Regions from separate parts of the Sus scrofa genome. Here region 1 is linked to region 2. The links are chromatin contacts, called in public Hi-C maps. All regions are on one chromosome and are shown on one strand. The core of a region is the stretch at or near the end of the contact, and the rest is flanking DNA. Distances in the headings are between cores, read along the strand shown. Region 1 holds the start of FGF1 (fibroblast growth factor 1). Region 2 has its middle 50 kb from the start of NDFIP1.

What was found. Hi-C and Micro-C count contacts between places; a contact is called where the count stands out from the background.
Region 1: a Hi-C map of liver shows a contact between it and region 2, with 2.6 times the contacts expected there. The contact joins the promoter of FGF1 here to the enhancer-like site in region 2. A contact is called at or near these places in 4 of 5 promoter capture datasets (fetal liver, fetal skeletal muscle, liver and 1 more), 18 of 47 Hi-C or Micro-C datasets (embryonic fibroblasts, epiblast stem cells, fetal heart ventricle and 9 more) and 1 of 2 datasets of contacts at active chromatin or transcription factors (skeletal muscle).

Annotation. Positions count from the first base shown.
Region 1 is chr2:144,239,285-144,242,977 of Sscrofa11.1, reverse strand. It overlaps FGF1 (fibroblast growth factor 1), which reads left to right and starts at 1,633. Exons shown (of 6, transcript XR_002341962.1): 1 at 1,633-2,063.
Region 2 is chr2:143,737,083-143,740,364 of Sscrofa11.1, reverse strand. No RefSeq gene overlaps it. Among named protein-coding and RNA genes, the nearest start is that of NDFIP1, 50 kb to the right of the region's middle. Within about 2 kb of position 1,589, at least 8 of the 83 cell types and tissues checked have an H3K27ac peak or open chromatin away from gene starts, as enhancers often do. A contact at or near this core is called in liver and subcutaneous adipose tissue, where this site is marked.

The DNA of each region.
Region 1 (3,693 bases), core at 384-2,883, 500 kb before region 2:
CTGCGACCTACACCACAGCTGACAGCAACGTCAGATCCTTAAGCCACTGAGTGAGGCCAGGGATCGAACCTGCGTCCTTGTGGATGCTGGTCAGATTTGTTTCTGTTGTGCCATGAGAGGAACTCCCATCATTACTGCCTCTAATATCCTCTACAGTTTGCTTTCACAGTGCTCTCCCTCAAATTCAAGGGACAGAAGAGACAAAGTTGTTAAATAAAAACTGCCTTAGTTATTGAGGGAAGCTGAATTCAATTATTAAAGGAAGCTTCCAGTTTGAGAATGTGAACTTAGAGGTTTCTATATTTGAGGCAAAGGTTCCTTAGGTTTGTGAAGAGTGAGGGGGATGCTTTCCAGTAGGGGAAGGATTATTAGGAACACAGGCATGTTCTCAGGCAAGCCAGTTTTATGAAAAAGTACCTAAAGAAACGGGGAACCTGGAAAGTGGTTCTCTAAAAATAACCCCCCCCACCCCGGGTGCCCATTGGAAAGTCTTGAAAACCACCATCCTGGGGCGAATCATGCTAGTGGCCAGCAGAGGGCAGTGTTGGACAAGCTGTTAGGCTCCATCTCCCTGGCTCCTCCCCAGGGCAGTAGACAGAAAGGGCAATTTCCCCTGGAGGCAGTGGCGAGCCCAGCCTGGGCGGCCCAGCCCAGTCTTCTCTGGTGTGTGTGTTTGCACAGTGAATTATTCATAGGAAACTGGCTTCATGGAGACTGGAGGCCAGAGACTCTCCATCCTGTACCAAGAATCAGGGCCTGGGACTGGACACAGATGAAAACCCTTATTCTTTTTCCCCTTCAAGAAACTGTGTTTGGGGGAAGAAATTGAAGAGTGACGTCATGGGTATGAATCAACCATGGACGTTTTTGTTTTTCTTCTTAAAGAAATGAAAACAACAGTGAAGTCTCAATAATTTATAGCTTCAGGAGACAGGGAGCAAAGTGGCAGCAAGCTGCCGCTCTGCGAGCTCACCCTCCCTGGCCTCTGCCCCTCTGGCAGAGCTGTCAGGGCTCTAGAAACAACCATGCTGATGGCGCGAAGAGGAGGATGGGCAGGTGGCATTTTGTCAGGCAGGAGGGCTTCCCAGCTTCCCAGGCAGGTCTGGAGAGGAAGGATCAGAGGTGAAAATCCAAGTTCCTTAAATATTTAAAGTTTTACAAGCTTAGGAGTTAAAAGCAGAAACAGCCAGGGGAAACAGCCAGCATCTCTGTGATTCAGGGTTCGAGCCTGACTCGTCACATGCTCACACCCCCCGCCCGAGGTTGCTAAGAGGGGCTCTTATGTCTGCAGCCAGAAGTGTGTTGACGGTAGGAATGCAGTACAAAGCAGTGACTTTGCTCATGACACATATCCTTCCTGAATCCTCAAAGGGTGGGGATGAGCTGGTGGAAATAAAGTTAGGAATCTGAACTAGCTGCTCGGATATACTAAAAGTGACCTGGGGAGAAAGACCCTCTGGCTGCCCTTCCGCCTTGCACAGGGAAAGGTAACCGGGCCGGTTCCAAAAGTGGCTCGGAGACAGCTTGGATGGGACATCTGTCCTTTCATCTGGCATCTATCCAGCCCCCAAATAGCTTCTGTGTTTGGTCCAAAAATAAAATCACATGAGAGGGGGGAGAAATAAATGCACAAGGACTTGCCCTTGGACTTTCTGTGAGTGCCCCAGCCACCCTGGTCAGGGCCCTGGGAGCGTGGCCTCACCATACACTCCCCTGCCTCCCTCTCGGGGCTCCCCAAGGCTGGGGAACCAACGACCTGGATCAGGGCGGGCGTGGGCTGCCGTCTGCAGGCAGCCCCTTCTCTGGGGCCCCCTCGAGCCCCAGTCACAGCAGTGAGGGAGCGGGAGAGAGAGGACCGCAGACCCAGCCGCCCGCACTCCAGGGAAAAAGGGCATCGCCTCCTTTGGTGAAGGACACTCCCTGCTGATGGAGGATGGGAAATCCCTTCCTCCTGCCGCAGCCCAGCTGGCCTGCAGTGGACCTGCTAGGACAGTGTGGACCTTGTAGGCTGTCGCAGCTGCCGTCGCCCCAGAGAGAAAGCGCCCCAGAGCCAAAGCTCCAAGGTGAGTGCGCCTGTTTCTCCAGGGGGCTCAGATTGCGGTGGACGTTCTGCCTGGCTTCAGGCTTATGCTCAGCATGCATGCTCTCCACACGCCCCTTCTCCCTCTTCTCCTCCCTGATCTGAGTCCGTGGCGGGGGTGAGTCTATGTGATGGATGCTGGGGTAAAACATTCCTGCACTCTCCTCTCTCACTCGGAGGCCAGCCTGCTTCCAGAAAGAACTGGGTGAGTCTAATGCTTAGCAGGGAAGCAGGAAGGGGTTCCTACCAAGTGAATTATCTTTGCTGAGATCCAAGAAGACATTTCTCCGAAGAACCATTAGACAGATTCCATTACAGTCACGTTAATGTCTAGCTTTGAAAAGCTCTGCCTCAAATAGGAAATAAACAAAAGGATGCCAGCTGAACCCTTGTCATTGGGCAAAAAGGAGAAAATGCAAATGTGGTCTGCAGAGCTTCCTCCCCCGCCTCTTACCCTATCTCTTCCTGATGTCTTGGAACCCTGCAAAATATTCTTAACAGATCCAAGAATTCATTTCTTTGGTTGTGAACAAGAAGGAATACATCAAGGGTTTGGGAAGAACTGCTCTGAAAGCAGAGCCCAGGGACAAAGAAGAAGGGAGAAATTTTGTGGAGCCATGGTTTCTTCCTTCTCTAGTCTCTGCCTCCCAAGCCTGGGACAGGTGCCTGCACCGCTTCTGGGATACGGGCTAAAGTCTCCATCACTTGGGCACATGCACTGTTTTTCCGAGACACGCACCGCCCCTCACTAGGGACCACAAATAGCTATGCTGAGGGTAAACCAATAAAATGTTGGTAGGAACAAGGTACCTCCTTGACTATGTCAAGATTCTTTTAGGGACAATGGACTGAAATCCAGTTGGAAGAGACTTAGGCAACTGGCAAGGCCAGGGGTTTGGGAAGGTGGGGTCCAGGTGCCTAGGCAATGGCACCCTGAATCTGTCTCTCTGCATTTGTTGGCTCTGTGTCCCTGCGTCATTCTGTTCCCCGGGAGGCTCACCTATCCTGGGGGCAGGGTGGCGGCCAGCCGCTCCAGGCTGCACCCTGGGGGCACAGCCCCCCTTCAAGAACGGTGCTCCCCTTCCCTGCAGTTCTAGCTAGACTCTCAGGGTCACGTTTCACAGAGCCAGTGTGGGTACTGCACCCAGCCCTGCCATGGGGTCTGGTCATCTCCACCCCAAAGCACATGCCCTGAGAGTGATGACGGGCGGGGGTCCCCAAAGACAATCGAGGGGGCTGGCTGCAGGACTGCCGAGGTCCCTGCTTACCATTTTCTGCTGCGTTTTTGGTGGGCTGTCTGGATGAAGAGCCAAAACTCCTCCAACATAACTCCTCCTCCTTCCTCCCTCTTTCCGTCCACAAAAATGTCTTAGTGACAGAAAGTCTCATAGGGCACGTGACTGTCTACTGAACAGGTGCCTGGCAGACCCCATGGCCTGTCTTTCCTAGGGACCCTGAGAGTGGGAAAGACACCAGAAGGTTTGTCTCTGGCTCAGTCCCCAGACTGCTCCCCATGCCTACACCCACCGGGCCCCCCCCCCCGCCCGTGCTCCCATGGGTGTCCCCTTTCCCTCCCGCCCCTGCCCGCTGCTGTCTCCCTCTGCTCTGTGATG
Region 2 (3,282 bases), core at 340-2,839:
GCTGTAGCTGCTGGTCTATACCACCCCCACAGCAATGCGGGATCCGAGCCGCGTCTGTGACCTACACCACAGCTCACGGCAACGCCGGATCCTTCACCCACTGAGCGAGGCCAGGGATCGAACCCGCAACCTCATGGTTCCGAGTCGGATTCGTTAACCACTGTGCCACGACGGGAACTCCTGTTTTTAAAGGCCTCCAAGGAAGAGTCCACAATCCCTCTTAGCCAAGCAAATACTTAGAAATTACTCTCCTCGTGGCTCTGCAGACACATTCCTTTCCGTGGTCTTACCATAAAAAGAATATGGTAGCATGCGCTTTGAGAAGCCCTACATGGAAACAAAATAGTTCTTAATTTTATCCAACTATTGATTATATATTGATAAGTTATTATTAATTTAATAATAAAATCATAAAACATAAAATTATAAAAATATAAAAATAAAACAAATATGAATTTTATTAATTTAATAAAATCATTAATTTTATTATTAATTTTATCCAACTAAAATGTGTCATTAATGTTATCCAGCTAGCAATTAACTCTTCATCTGAAGTAGGTAAACCTGCTCTGTAGCTGTCTTCTCTGGAAAGTGAAGGTCTGAGAGGAGTACTTACCCATGACCCTTCTCTGGAAGCTCTGGGGAACTGCTGCAGGAACCCGATGTGACCAATTATAATCCCACAGGACGGGTACTAGGAAAATGCCCATGAGGGAGTTCCCTGGTGGCTCAGTGGGTTTAGGATCCAGTGTTGTCACCGCTATGGCTCGAGGTCAGTCCCCGGCCTGGGAACTTCTGCATGCAGCCCCCACAAAAGGGAACAACATAAGTCTGGTTTCAACACCTAGATCTAGAGACGGCCTTAAGGCCAAAAGGAGTTGGGAGACCTACATACAGATGAACCCCCCCACCCCCGACAAATGCGGCCAGAGGAAAGACATGTACAACTACCCCCAAGAAGGCTTTCTCACACACATGACCGTGGGGGCACGGACTGCAGGTCTGAGAGTCACCGAGCCAAGCCTAGAAAAAAGCGGACTGCTAACTTTGCTTTCTCTTGCCCACCAATGCCCACTATTTAAAAGAACTCTAGAGAAACAAATAATGCCAGCAGTTACAGGTAGGAAAAGCACTGATCTTGCTTAGTAATATGCCTGCAACCCCAGTTAAAATACAAACTGGAAATACATCATGAATATAATCCTCACTGTCGATAATCAGAGGAAAAAACCAGCACACTCGAACGGCCAGAAAGACCTCTCCCCCCAGCGACTGCCAAATACAGCCTGAGAAACGTCCTGTCCAGACAGACATGGAATCAGGAAGCAACCGGCAAAATTCTTTCGAAAACCTCACTGAGGGCACATTTTAGGCTGACTCTAGTGCAAATGCCAAGAAGGCTGCTTCGTCAAGTGTAACTGGAGCCGAGCTACGATAATAGGTTGGCTCCCGTCCCCTCCGCCCAGCTCAGGAAGTTCGGGCTTCAAGGGGGGACGGCGCTCTCGGCAAAAGGGACCCCAACCAGCAAGGTGAAAACTGGGTGCAGCTCCGGAGGAACTTCAGGAGACAGTCAGGCGGCTTTCAGAGGCAAAGGCAGCACTTCCTCAGTTCTGCAGTTGAGCTGACAATGCTTCGGGGCGAGAAGTCACCCTCTCTATTTGAGGGTGGGTGTTTTGTTTTGTTTTGAAGCTCTTGACGGACCGGGTGAAGCTTCCAGACCAGTAATGAACAGCAATGAATACCATCTTCCCAGCGGTCCAAGATTTGTCTTTGTAAGACTTAAGGAAACCACTTTTCTCAGTTTTGGTGTTTAGAAACCTGCCGTCACACAAGGATTAGGACGTTGGTGAAGCATTTCAATTCTCACATAAATGACAAAAATGAATCCCTTTTAGAGCAGGAGGAGCAGCGCACTCTCTCCCGCAGCCACATCTCCGTTTCTGCCCTGGATGAAATCCTGCCCCAAATGCAAGAGGATTCTCTATGCTTCGTAGACTCTAGAGTCAGGTTTAAAAGACTTGCACTTACGTTTATATTGTAGTCGCGTTGCCACGTGAATTAAAACTCTCAAAATCGGAAAGCAAGGCTCTTTTGGCAGAGAAAAAAAGACTTTTAAGCAAAAACGGGGATCCAAACAAAACTTGAGTGATACATCTAGTCTACAAATGACAAATTAGCCCCTATAACGAGAGGGCTGAGCTGATCAAAATGCCACGCAGCAGATGGGACGCTTTCAAATGGCCCGACAGGGCAACTGTCCCCAGGAAGATGCCCTCCACTCAGATGGTCTGAAGAGCAGTCTTTCCAGGTCATAGACTTGTAGGCAAGAGAATGGACTGGGTTCTAAAAGAACCTCTTTTTATTTTATTTTTTTTGCTTTTTAAGGCCACACCCGAGGCACATGGAGGTTCCCAGGCTAGAGGTCGAATTGGAGCTGTAGCCACTGGCCTACACCACAGCCACAGCAGCGAGGGATCCGAGCTGCATCTTCGACCTACACCACAGCTCACGGCAACACTGGATCCCTAACCCACTGAGCGAGGCCAGGGATCGAACCTGCATCCTCATGGATCCTAGTCGTGTTTGTTCCCGAGAGCCTCTTTTTAGAATGATCTAGAATCCGTTTCTGGAGCTCTCTTTTCCTCCAGAAAAGTTTCTACTCTCAACCTGCACTTACCTTCACGTTCAAGAATTCCTGGCGCAGCTGAGACGCCCCCCACTTTAGCAGCAGAGCCTGTGGGGAACCTGAAGTTCCCTGTCAAAGAGCACTTGTTGTGGGTGCTCTGAAGGAGTACAACCACACACGTGCCAAAGTTACTGGAGTTCCCGTTGTGGCGCGGCGGAAACGAATCTGACCAGGAACCGTGAGGTTGTGGGTTCGATCCCTGGCCTCGCTCAGTGGGTGAAGGATCCGGCATTGCCATGAGCTGTGGTGCAGGTCACAGATGCGGCTGGGATCCTGTGTTGCTGTGGTATAGGCTGATAGCTGTAGCTCTGATTCGACCCTTAGCCTGAGAACCTCCATATGCTGTGGGGTGTGGCCTTAAAAAGCAAAAAAAAAAAAAAAAAAAAAAAGGTACATATATATCTGCAAAGGGAAAGTTAAGCCTTAAGTACTTTCCTTTGGTACTGGCAGTTTAGCAAATGGTCTCACTCAATCCACCTTATCTGCCTTACAGGCTTTTCTAAGTGCTATTTAGGCTTAAAGACGTGCAAAACAAAATTTTTGAAGTGCACCAATCATCTATGGAAACCTATGTGCATTCTGTTACATCTCTCATC